Regions from separate parts of the Mus musculus genome. Here region 1 is linked to region 2. Evidence: chromatin contacts called from public Hi-C data. All regions are on one chromosome and are shown on one strand. The core of a region is the stretch at or near the end of the contact, and the rest is flanking DNA. Distances in the headings are between cores, read along the strand shown.

Region 1 (6,333 bases), core at 1,268-3,767, 460 kb after region 2:
AGAACCATGCCAGGTGCAGACCGGGTAAGAGAATGTGACAGAACCCCAAAACTCTGAACCCGTGTTTCTGATCTGGGAATGAAACTCAGACAGGATAAGAAGATATGACAGAACCCCCAAACTCCAAACCTGCATTCATGGTTTGGGGATGAAACTCAGTTCATCTGCCAGAGCAGAGTGTGCTGACCCGTTTCTTACAGTCTGGAACTCAAATAGGCCCCTCAAAGACTCATGTGTTTGGACACTCGCTCTCCACCTGGTGGCGCTGTTTTTGAGGGGCTGTGAAACCTTTGGGAGGTGGAGCCTTTGCTGGAGGAAGTGAGACCCTGGGGGTGGTGGAATGTGAAGGTTATAGTCCAGGCCTGCTCGCCATTCAGTCTGTTTCCTGGCCTACTAGAAAGTGAAGAACGCTTCTGTATTGTCTACCCTAACATGATGGACGGTGGTTCCCTCTGATACCACGAGGTGGAATCAATCCTCCCCCTGTCAACTCTCTGCTGTCAGGTTCTTGGTCACAGCCGTGAGAACGGCTCACTAGCACACTATGTTCTCCGGAATGTCTGCTCCCTTGTGAGCGCTCTCCCTGCTGATCAGCTCACCACACCTCCCACTGATGGAGTGGCCCGCCGGATTTATCAGGACAGCTTTTCACTTCGACTCTGTTTACATGGACAGCACTGAGTGACGCTGCTCTGGAACCTTGTAGTGAGATAAGATCAAAATGGGGGCTCCTTGATTGGATAGGACAGAGACTCGGAAGTTTGCTGTGTGAGAACTGCATGGAAGCCAAGAAACTAACTAGGCTACGTTTCAGGTGAGAGAGGTCAGGCTGACATACGGGCAGGAAAGGGGACCACACCACACATGGGGGAGCTAGAGGTATATGGATCTTCTACTGCTGACTGCTACAGAAGGTGCTAGAAACAGCTCTTCTAGATACACACCTGCTGATGCTTCCTGCCAAGATGTGGTACTCTAAGGAGGGACTACTTCTGGGCTCGGTTCCTGCACATTAGCAAGCATGCTTCTAATTGCAAAATACTATGTCATAAACAGGAATGGATCCAAACCAGTGCTGTACTGCTGACTGCCTCGGCTTAAAGCACATGGCTTGGCCACCTTGGTTCTATGCCCGAGAGAGAGAGAGACAGGCGTTTCCTTCCTAGGGGTGTAGGAACTAGAACGGACTGAACAGAACGTCCTGATGGAGCCTCTACGTCAGGCACAAGTAAGTAAGAGGTTCTGGTCTCGCTGTTGCGTCTTGATGAGGAACTTGGCCTGAGTCTCCCTGTTAGGTAGCAAGATGGCTGCCAGCCTTCCCATAGATAATGCCTTGGCTCCGACTGCAATGGTGAAGAAGGTCCAGCATTCATTCATCATTATCTAACAAAGACTCAAACAACAGATCAGCTTCCCTCTCAAGGAACTATTTTCACTAGATGTGGCTGGGCCCTTATCACAAGCACACACTGTCACCTCTGCTGGCTCCTGGGCAGCCTGGAGGGACAAGCCTGTGATTAGCAAGACTGTACCTCAAATGGAGCTGCTCCTCCAGGGCCTATCCTCTTCCTCTAGGCTGTGGCGGCTACAGCATTAAAGGATCATGAGACCAGTGCTCTCTGCTGCATTAATAAACATTTATTCCAGGACTGTTTATTAGGGATGTCAAGGGACGTTCCCACCTCCTCTGAAACATCTGAGGGATGGAGAGAGCCCACTCTCTGGAATGACCTTCTCAGTGACACCACCAGGTCTCCATCAGCCTGAGGCTGGGTTGGTCTCAGGTCAACTAGTTCTCCTCAGGGTCAAAGCAGAGGCTGGAGCACTCAGAGAAACATGAGGGGGGAGGTTGGTGGTGTAGGGGTGACAAGAACGAACCAGCCCCGGAAGGGAACAAAGAGGCTGAAGCTGAGCTGGGCCCTGGTGGCTCCAACCTGGAATTCCAGCATTTGGGTGACTAAGGCAGGGGGATAGCTGGAAGTCTGAGGCTAATCTGGGTTACACAGTATGAGGCTCTGTTCCAAATTGGCATCTCTGCTGGGCTGGGTGGGACAGGGCTGGGTCTGGGGTAAACGGAAAGTGGTTAGAGTCCCTGTGTTCCTAACGTTGTCCTACCCATCTGGGGAAGCTGCAAGAACAATCCAAGGCCAGTGCTGCTTTCTCCCAGTGACAGAGAAAGTATCGCCGGAAATTCCTTATCCTCACCAGATTGTAAAACAAGTGTTTTCTGCCCCCCTGGAGACCTTATCTTTTCTGCCTGTCCTTCCCAAGGCTCCCGACTCAACTGTGGGATGGGTGGGAAGGGGGTGGGGAGGGATGCCTTAGGACAGAAGTTAGTGTAACAGGCTCACTGGCTGTAGAGGACACTAAAGGACATCAGCCTGATGGGGGATGGGAGGGAGGTTTCTAACAGGGAGAGGGCTTTGATGTGGGATCAACTCCCCTTTCATAAGACAGCACAAATAAAGGGAAGCCTCTGAGAGGCTGCAGAGGGAAATCAAGTGGATGGAGAGTGCCCTCATGTGGCAGCCGGGGGTGTGTGCAGCCACAAAGCCTCAGCTTCCGCTTGGAATTTTATTCCTGGAACTCTGGGGCCTGGAGAGAAATAGCACCTCTTAACCACGTGTCTGAGTGAGACCCCGGGATGAGGACCAGTCCAGGACGAGGAGAGATCAACAAAGACTGAGAAACCACACCTCAGAGAGGGTGTGGGAGAAACCACAGGAAGGCCTGCTCCGGGACCATCCCCCCACCCCCACCCCCCTCTGTGTGATCAAAGCCGGCAAGAATTTCCAAGTCTCTAACCCTGATGCAGCAAACACTTATCTTCAAACCAACAGTGACACCGCTCTTTGCTTGAGGATAAATATCCTCAAAGAGAGCTGTCAAAAGGGCAGCTGGTGGGGTTCACTGAGGAGCCCCACATCTCCCTGTTCTGAGCACCCATCAGTCTCACCACAGCTGTCCCCACCCCTGTCTTTCCAAACTCAAGGTCTTCACTTCCTTGGAATAAAGCAAAAAAAACAAAACAAAAAAAAAAAAAACAAAAAACAAAAAACAAAAAAAAAACAAAAAACAAAAACAAAAAAACAAAAACAAAAACAAAAACAAAAAAACGGGTGATTATTTCTGGAATGTCTCTGTCTGCTTCCCATCTTCGGAAGCCAGGTGCAGCTACGGTCTGAGGAGACGGCTCAGTCGATACAGCGCTTGCCACACACACACAAGACCCTGAGTGTGAGGCCCAGAACCCACATACAAAAGTCAGGAGTGGTGTGTCAGCACTCAGGAGGCAGAGGGAGGTGGATCGGTGGCACACACTGGCCGGGAAGCCCAGCCTACTTGGTGAGGCTCAGGTCTCAAAAAAGGAAATACAAGGTGGATGGCCCATGAGAGGTGATGTGGGAGCAGTGTTAACTTCAAGGTTTGGGTCTGTCAAAGGAGAACATTTGTAGACAAATTTTCATGGGACGAAGAGCAGAAGCTCTCACTCTAGCTTAGTGGTGCATGGCAGTCAGCCCAGAAACTGGAAACAGAGGCAGGGAGAATCAAAGTTCAAGACCATCCTGGGCTGCATGTCTCAAAAACCAAACAAAACCAAGCAAAAACCAAGCAAAGGCTCAGCCGATGAAGTGCCTGCCCTGCAAGTTTGGGGACCCGGGTTCTGATCCCAGAACCCACACAGTGAAGTTTGTTGAGGTGAGCTTGTAATCCCAACACTCAGGAGACAGAGACAGGCGTGTGTTCCTGGGGCTCATCACCAGCCTGGCCTGCTAGGAGAACTCCAGGCCAATGAGAAACTCTGTCTCAAGTGAGATTTAAAGTTCCCTTCTGGCCTATATATGCACTGCACATGCACATGTGTGCATGTGTACACACACACACACACACACCACACACATGCACGCGCACACGTGTGCACACACATACACTCATGCATGGGGTGGAGAGTGAAATTTTAGTTACAAAGCCTATAAAGGAGTAGTGGATGTCTGACGTGCAGTGAGAATCATTTCAACCCTGAAGATTTGTTAGCCTTTCAGGCAACTTCTTCCATTTCCTGGGCTGATGACCTGCGTCCAGATCAGTTTTCAGGCAGATCAGCTCACTTTGGGCTCTGAACTAGTAAATCAGTCCTGTGTTCTGGTCAGTTAAACACAAAGCGGATTTACTGTCAGGCAGGATTTCCCAGCAGCCCCCGGAGATGCTGTGATTCAGGTTTCTGGGGAGAGCAGAGCAGTCAGATATCCTTCCCAGAGGCGCCTGCTTGAAGAACAGCTAGCGTGTGACTCAGGGTGCTCTGTGAGCCTCTGCGGTGGTGGTGGTGGGGGGGAGGGGGGCTGGTCTCACAGTGTTTGAGGGAGCCAGGAAGGGAAATGAACTTCCTCTCTCAGCTTCCTCCAGGAATTCCCAAAGAGACACGGAAGTTACATGGTTCACAAGTCCCCATTCAGAGCAGAGCATCTGGGACATAAAACAGTTACGTGAAGACCAGGCCTCACAATGGCTGAGAGAGTCACCTTCCAGCCAGTAATGGGATCCAGCAGTTTTACAAGCTAGTTGGAGGTACTCCCAGCCACTGAGGCCACCTTAGAGGGAAAGAGCTGTTTTTCTTCCAGTACCTTCTATGGTGTGCTCATGGAGTCCTAACCAGGCTCCCTTCCAATCTCAAAGTCAATATCTGCATTTGCTGTGGGTGGGAGGCTTCAGAACTTAACAGCCTTAAGAGCTAGAGACAGAAGTGACAGAAGTACACACGCCAAAGCTGCCTTAGGTGCCAAGGTGTTGGATCACAGGCTGCTAGGGGGACACCATGCTCTTAGATGCCCACTTCACAATCAGGTACAGTGCACCTGCTGAGAACGGGCTTCCTCCTGGCCAGATGCCAGGAAATGCCAAGGGTTGACTGCCAGGAAAGGTAAGCATAACTTTGTCCTTCTTTTCTAGGCAGAAGAAACCTGACACCGTGGAGTGACCTCCACAGAGAGCACTGTCCTGAATGCTGTACAAGAGTGTGTTTGCATGCATGTGTGCATATGTGTGCATGTGTGTACACATGTGTGCATTCATGTGTTTACATGTGTGTATACACACATGTGTGCATGTATGTGCATTCATGTGAGTATGCATGCATGCATATGTATATGTGCTTGTGTGTGCATGTGTGTACACATGTATGTCTTCATTCACGTGTGAATACATGTGTGTGTGCATGTGTGTGTGTAAAGAAAGTAGAGTATATTTATTCAGAGGAAACAAACAAAAGCAAAGCTCATGACTTTACTATGGGATAAAATAAGAGGCTTCCATTTGTTCTGAATTTAGCAGAAGAATATACCACCCTGCCTCTGGGAGGAGGATGTGGCAGTTCCAGGTCTGTGTCCTCCTGCCATTGAAGGCATCGTCTGAGAAAGCCGCTGTCCTAGATGACACTCATAAACTGCAGTCATGGCATGCACTAACTCGAGTTGAGTGGTGGATGCACACCTTTCCTTTTGAGTGTCTGCTTGCTTGTCTCTGGCTGGGGAAGCCCACTCTGATTGGTGCACATGCACATGAGACGGGAGGAGGTAAACACAGACTGTCTCTGCAGGACAGACTGGGTTTGAGTAGAGTGGGAAGGATGGGGCGGCGGGGAGGAAAGACCTCCAGGCACTGACATTTTCGACCAGGTGAGGATTGGTGATAGGGTCATAACATCAACCAGAGAACATTTCAGAGGTGGCTACATGACAAGGAAAATAGTGTCCTTTCTTTTAGGCTCCCTGAAAATCCCAACACACCTGTGGAAAAAAAAATATCTCAGGACTCCAGAAGCCGAGACCACAGGAGTTAGATCTTGTTTTGTTTGAGACCAGGTCTCATGTAGCTCAGGCTGTCTTCAGCATTTCTCTGCAGCTAAGGGTAGCCTTGGACTTCAGATCCTCTCGCCTCTACTACCCCCCAAGGGCTAGGATTATAGGATTACAGGATCACAGCATGCTCTGTTTATGCAGCACTGAAGATAAATGGAGGGCTTCAACTCAGTCTTACCGGTGGAGTCACACCCCCAGGTTCTTAAAACACCATTTATAGTCTCCATGTGGGTAGCCCACGACATGCCAATTACGCCACAGTAGTCCCTGTAATTCTTCAAACACACTCCACATAACAAATTTACCTCCACATTTACAGCAAGCAACGGAGGCTCACTCATTCAGATGCCGGCCATACAGAGTCTCTAAGTCCAGGGAACCTCAGACCTACTTCACAGCTGGCGAGCTGAGCTGAACAGCTAAGCTAGCCTTGTGCACTTTGGGGTGGGTGTTCAGCAATTCAGGCTGGTTCATTACC
Region 2 (6,430 bases), core at 1,392-3,891:
TGTCAAGTGTCTGGTGCTGTGCTAAGGAAAAGGGAAGTATGAATAGTCTTGGGAGGAACCCCACAGGCTTGTTGGGGGGGACTGATCCATAAAAACATGGCCAGCTAGGTGTGAAGGCCAAGTGTGCCAGGCAGTTCCTGACACTATCTGCCTGAGATAAGCAACTTACAAAGAGAGTTTACTCTGGCTCAGTTTGGATGGTTCCAGGCTAAGATTGGGAGACCCTGTGCCATCAGCCAGTGAGGAGGTAGCCCATGAAGGCAGGAGCCTGTGGCCCTACACACTAGCTCACCTCACCAGGGAAGATGCCAAAGAGAGAGGAAGGGGCTGGGTTCCCACAACCCCTTTCAAGGACACATCCCCAGTGACTTAAAGACCTCCCAAGCAGCTCCTCCTCCTCAGGGCTCCAGCAGCATCACATGGGGTGGGGCTGGGGGCGGGGCCAGGTCGGGGTTGGGTGGGGGTGGGGTGGGGTTGGGGCTCAGGGGAGGGAACCAACCCTCTTACACGTGGAAGCTGGCCATTCCTGCATACTTGCCCCACCATGCCAGGTCTCTGAGAAGTCAGAGTACATTTGTTGAGTGCTCAACATCTCCAATGACAGGGATACTGCAGAAGAGCATTGGGATTCTGTGAGGTGTCTGGCGATCCCAGCAGCTGGTAGGTGCTTTCCTGCATGCCTTCCAAAGGCATCCTCAATTCTCACAGCCATATTAAGAAGTAGTTAAAACTATCGACTTTTACTTATACACAGGGAAACTGAGCCACAGAGAGACTGAGCATCTTGCCCAGCATCACACAAACTCTTGAAGATCAGCATCCTGACATGGGCTCTCATCACAGAGCTTGATGTGGGGTGGAGGTGGGGGTCTCGGAAGAAATCTGTGCACATTGTGGTTGTGGTGGGGGAGGAGGTCAAATCATTTCCTAGAGTCTCAGTGTCCCTCTGGCCTTGCTGCTGAAATAGGGACCAGCACACAGGTCCTGAGTCTGTCTCTTGTTCTGACCTCTCCCTCCTTCTCTCTCTTCCTCCCTCACCCCCCCTCCCTTTCTCCCTCCCTCCCTCCTTCTTTTCCTGGAGATGATGAAGATGTCAGGCCACCCTGGGAAGTTTGGTGAGCCATTTTGAAGCAGGTAGGAAGTTCTTTGGAAGACAAGGTTGAGCTTTCAGAGGTGGAGCAGGCATGGGAGGAGTCAGGGTCTGGGAATTCAAATGACTTCTCAGAGACTGCTGACTGGCCCTGTGGGCAGGAATGTCCCTGGGTCTGCTCACTATGAATGAGAGCAGCTGTGTTGACCCAGAAGCAGGATGCTGGCATACACAGGGGGAGCCATCAAGGTGAAGGGGAGCTGGGGGAGGGGCAGGTAGACAAGAAACATGGTTCCCTGTGGTAGCTTCCTGATCCCAGAAGACATTGTGGGGAAGATAGAGAGGCAGGTATCTAAAAGATCTAATGCGGAAAGGCTAAGGGTATAAAATACCCAAGCTCTTTCCGGTCCTGAGGGATAAAGCTGTTACTTTCTCTTTCTCTCAAGTTTGTCTGCATTAAGGAACTAATTCAGTGATCACCTGACCGCCAGCCAGCACCTGTTACTAAGGACTCCTCACAGATGGTCAGCCATAGCAGCTCTTTATGGGGTTAAATGCATTGAACGATAGGAGCATGCTGGAGGTGAAGTGACTGTTGCTCTGTCTAGGCTGAGCCAGCAGGTCATCCAGCCCTGACTTTCTAGGAGCAGAGGGAGAACAGGCCACATAGTCTGCCATCCTTCCACCTGGCCCTGTGTCACTAAGGCAGAGCAGAGGCTGCAGGTCCCAACTGCCCAGGAGTGCTGGGCCAGGCACTCAGTTTGGTTTAAGTGTGCCTCAGGTTTGTATGTTGGAACACTTGGTGTCTTAGTCAGGGATTCTATTCCCGCACAAACATCAAGGCCAAGAAGCAAGTTGGGGAGGAAAGGGTTTATTCGGCTTACACTTCTACATTGCTGTTCATCACCAAAAGAAGTCAGGACTAGAACCCAAGCAGGTCAGGGAGCAGGAGCTGATGCAGAGGCCATGGAGGGATGTTACTTACTGGCTTGCTTCTCCTGGCTTGCTCAGCTTGCTTTCTTATAGAACCCAGGACCACCAGCTCAGGGATGGCACCACCCACAACGGGCTGGGCCCTCCCCCCTTGATCACTAATTGAGAAAATGCCTTACAGCTGGATCTCATGGAGGCATTTCCTCGAGGGAGGCTCCTTTATCTGTGATAACTCCAGCTTGTGTCAAGTTGACACACAAAACCAGCCAGTACACTTGGTCTCTAGACAGTGTTCTGTTTGGGGACGGTTATAGAACTCTGTGGGAGAATGAAGCATTTTGGTCTGAGAGTTCAGCTTTGCTCCTGTCTGTCATGTTTCCGGACCCCAGACACAGGGTGACCTGCTGCATCCGGCTTCTACGGTGCCATTCCCTCCAAAATGGATGACCAGATAACTCTCTGAATCCTTGATCTGAAAATAAGCCTTTCTTCCCTTAAGTTACTTCCTGTAAGGAGTTTGGTCATCCTGACAAGAAAATAACTAATACACTAGCTTAAAGGAACAGTCTGGTCCCAAGGGTGCTGGTGGCTGCTGAGGCCACTCACCATCCCCACGACAATGACTCACAGCCATCTGCCCTGCCATGTGCCCGAGCACCACTATGCAAACATGGGCCTTGCTGGTTTTAAAAGAGAAACATCAATGCACAGTCCCTGTGGTCTGGGGCACGAGATCCAAGTGTGTTTACACAGTTAATATGGAGTTCTGTTCTCACGAACCCTGGCTCTCAGGCGGCTCTTCCTGGCAGTGGCCCTGATTCTTCTGCTTCTCAGCCATGGAGCAGGAAGTAGGAGCCAGGGAGAGCAGAGAAGCAGTAGGCTGGACCTAGTTCTATGGCCCTGCATACTCCCTGCTGTAGCCTGGTCCCTCCCTTGATAAGGTGGTCCTTCCATGCTGCTACCTCCTGAGAGACCCGTTGCATGGTGCCCCAGCTCAGGGAACAGTGTCTACACCATAGGAAGGGTTCATCCCCTACTGAAATGGAGTCAGCGGTGAGCTGAGAAAGATAGAAAGCGGGAGCTATGGTGTGGGGGTCTGGGCCCGTTAGAGACCAGGAGTATGGAACTCAGCTTCCTCAGAGCTTAAGTACTGATCGAGAACTCTCTTCCCAGAGATGTCTTTCTACAAGACAAAGAATCCACACAGCAGAACTTTATCCAGGTCTGCTGAGAAAGCAAATGTACTCCTCGTGCTAACTTTGAATTGAGAGCTTCATGCCTTAAGGCACCCAGCTGTGGTCACTCTGCTCCTCAGAGAGGCCACCCACCTTGCAAAAGGCAAAGAGTTGGGCTGATGGTCACATGATCTTCCTCAGACTTCTTCTGTTGAGGCTCTAACTCCAAATTCACCTCAGCCAGGCAAAGGCCAGCAAAGGGAAGCCACGAGTGGTCAAGCTCAAGGGCCAACAATAGAATGAGTAGCCAGGGACACAGGAGCAGTCTACGTTCCCTTCTGGCCAATGTGGCCCTGCCCAAATGAAGTACGCATTTAATCCTCCCATGTTCTTGGCACTCAAGGCTCCTGTGGACACCTCCCAGGACTCACACATGAGCAAGGACTCACAGGAGCCCAGAGGTTCTGCAGGGACACACAGTTAATTGGTGTCTTATTACTCTGCATGAGACACCAGCTGTTTGTACCAGTAGATGTTCAAGTGCAGGAAGTTCCAAGAGGTTGTAGGTAGGATGGCTCTGACCCAATGTCCACCCATAGCACAGACCCCACCTGCCTCCTTGCTGGCTGTCAGCTGTGTTCAGGGCTGAGCCATGCTTCCCTCTCAGGATCAAACAGGATGGGGGTGGTGGCCCCAGCATCTCTGAAATGATGACATGGCCATGGGGAATCATGACACAATTGTTCTTCACCTGTGCTGTAATTTCTCAGGAATTCAATGTTCCTAAGATCCTGGATCAGGGTGGGGATCAGCCTGGAATTAAGGGTACCCTGGAAGTATGGGGACCTGGTTTTACTCTCAGCACCCCTGCCCTTACACACACACACACACACACACACACACACCAGAAATAGTGGCTGTAATAGAGTCCTAGACCTTAGTAGACTCCCAGGCCTTAGCACAACTGACTCCATGATGGACCATTCAGGACATAAAACACAGCATGTAGACAGCACCACCTGCCAAAATGAAAACAAAGACCTAATCCATCAAAGCCCACAGTTCTGGGAAAGTCTCTAAATATAACTTTTTCTTTTGGCCTCTATAATTCCACTTCTGGCTAACTGTTCTTGTTATCTGAAGTGTGCCAACCCAGAATATGAGTTTTGTGCTTAAACCCTCACCCTGAGATAGTCTCACTGGGATCCCTAACATAGTGTAGTCGCTGCCTGGCTCAGAGTGACTTTCTACTGGCTTGAACCCACATCCCAGGAGTCTTCTCTGGTGGGATACCCCACAACAGTGGCAGCCATCTGAAATCCTAGCATTAGAAAACTGGAGAAAAGAGAATCCCTGGAGCTGACAGCAGACAGTCTGGTCAAACTGGCGAGCTTCAGATTCAGGAAGAGCCTATCTCAAAATGATGATGGTGATGATGGTGGTGGTGGTGGTGGTGATGATGATGATGTAGAGAACAAGTGAGGAAGACAGCCACCATTGAGGACTTCTGGCACACACACACACACACACACACACACACACACACACGTGCACACGTACAAACATACACCTAAATTTTGACTTACAGGGTCTCACTTGTCCTAACATACACAGGTTAATCAAATTCTAAGTGCAGACATTTTAGTCAGAATGCAAGCCTCCAGGGCCCTTTCTGTTCACTAGCCCTTCCTCCCTTTGAGGACTGCCTTTCCAAAGGCCATGCTGTTAATCTGCTCTCCCAAATGCTTCATCTCTCCCTTCTGTCTACATCTGGTTTTACCCAAGTGAGGACTTGTTCCTCCTGCCCCATGAGCACCAGCGACTTCTCACAGTAGCTGGTCTCCTTTGAAGTGTGGTCCCTCTCCTTCTCCCGGAAGCTCTGTGTCTCTAATCCCCTCCCTGCTGCTTCTGCGGCTGATCTCACTCCACAACTCATCCTACCAGATGCCGCAGAGTTAAATGTTAAAGTTTAGGGCCCAGAGCAAACGTTGCAGAACCATTCCTCCCCCTCGCTGCATCGATTCACTAATTACTAAGTTAATCACTCTTCAGAGAGGCTTCTCTTCCCTGTTGCTCTTCCTGTGGACCCAGAGCTGAGCTTCCCAGGCACCCAGGGGGCTCCTCAGTGGGATTTCCAGTTTCCTACGAGCACCATTTCCCTCCCTTCCCTGGGCTCTGCAGCTCCGTTTTCTGTATATGTGAGTCTGACCGCTCCAATACCCACACTTCCTATAAGAGGGGTCACATGATCACTGGTCTGGGCTGCTGGCTTATCTCACTTTGCATAATGTCCACATCCATATTAAAACACATGGCCATCTTTCTTTATAAGGCTGAATAATGCTCTGTTGGATGCTGTCTTACTCCCCTCACTGCTGTGACCAATGGACGGGATTATTTCAGTCAGGGGCTGTGGTCCTTCCCAGGGGGAAAGGCAGCAAGGCAGTAGCATGCCTGTGTCCTGAGGTGGCGGCTGGTCGCATGGCATCTGCAGTCAGGAAACACAGACTGAGAAAGCTGGTGCTCAGCTCTGTCTCCTTTCTCTTCAGTCTGTTCACCCCTCAGCCATGGGATGGTGTCACATTTAGGGTACATCTCCCCTTAGCCAACCCAATCTAGAGAACCCGTCACAGGCATTCCCGGACATTTGTTTCCTAGGTGCTTCTAGAGTGGTCTGTCAACTTGACAGCGCTGACCATCATGAATGTGTGTGTTTTGGTTTCCTGGGATCCATATCTGAGGGATCTCCATCTTCCAGCTACTGTGAACATGGCTACATAAATATGGAGCAACAGTTCTATGCCTCTCTTCAATCCTTTTGTTCTATGTACAGATATGGGGACTGTAGTCACCAGCTCCCCAAACACTGTTTCCTCTGAGCCCTACATACATGTAGCATGTATACAAACAAGCAGATCACACATACACACACACACACTCAATACTAATACAATAAGAATAAACTAAAACAGGATCTGGAGAGAGATGACTCGGTGTTTAAGAGCAATGGCTGCCTTTGTTTCTATACCCAGGTTAGATTCCGAGCACCCACATGACAGCTCACAATCGTCTGTAAGGCTAGCTCCAGGGGATCCAACCCCCTTTTCTGGCCTCTGAGGGTATCAGGCACCCATACAGTACACAGACATTCATGCAGGCAGAACATTTAAAAACAAAACTAAAAGCTTCTGAGAATAGCTGTGCGTGTAAAATGCGTGTGGGAACGCACAGA

What was found. Hi-C and Micro-C count contacts between places; a contact is called where the count stands out from the background.
Region 1: a Hi-C map of bone marrow-derived macrophages shows a contact between it and region 2, with 20 read pairs. The contact joins two enhancer-like sites. A contact is called at or near these places in 1 of 15 datasets of contacts at CTCF or cohesin (large pre-B cells), 3 of 484 Hi-C or Micro-C datasets (bone marrow-derived macrophages, embryonic fibroblasts and nephron progenitors), 1 of 115 datasets of contacts at active chromatin or transcription factors (bone marrow-derived macrophages) and 1 of 9 other capture datasets (embryonic stem cells).

Annotation. Positions count from the first base shown.
Region 1 is chr8:125,868,489-125,874,821 of GRCm38.p6, forward strand. All of the region lies in intron 8 of Pcnx2 (pecanex homolog 2), which reads right to left. Among named protein-coding and RNA genes, the nearest start is that of Gm46061, 20 kb to the left of the region's middle. Within about 2 kb of position 2,518, at least 67 of the 459 cell types and tissues checked have an H3K27ac peak or open chromatin away from gene starts, as enhancers often do. A contact at or near this core is called in bone marrow-derived macrophages, where this site is marked.
Region 2 is chr8:125,408,115-125,414,544 of GRCm38.p6, forward strand. No RefSeq gene overlaps it. Among named protein-coding and RNA genes, the nearest start is that of Gm30713, 25 kb to the left of the region's middle. Within about 2 kb of position 2,642, at least 36 of the 459 cell types and tissues checked have an H3K27ac peak or open chromatin away from gene starts, as enhancers often do. A contact at or near this core is called in bone marrow-derived macrophages, where this site is marked.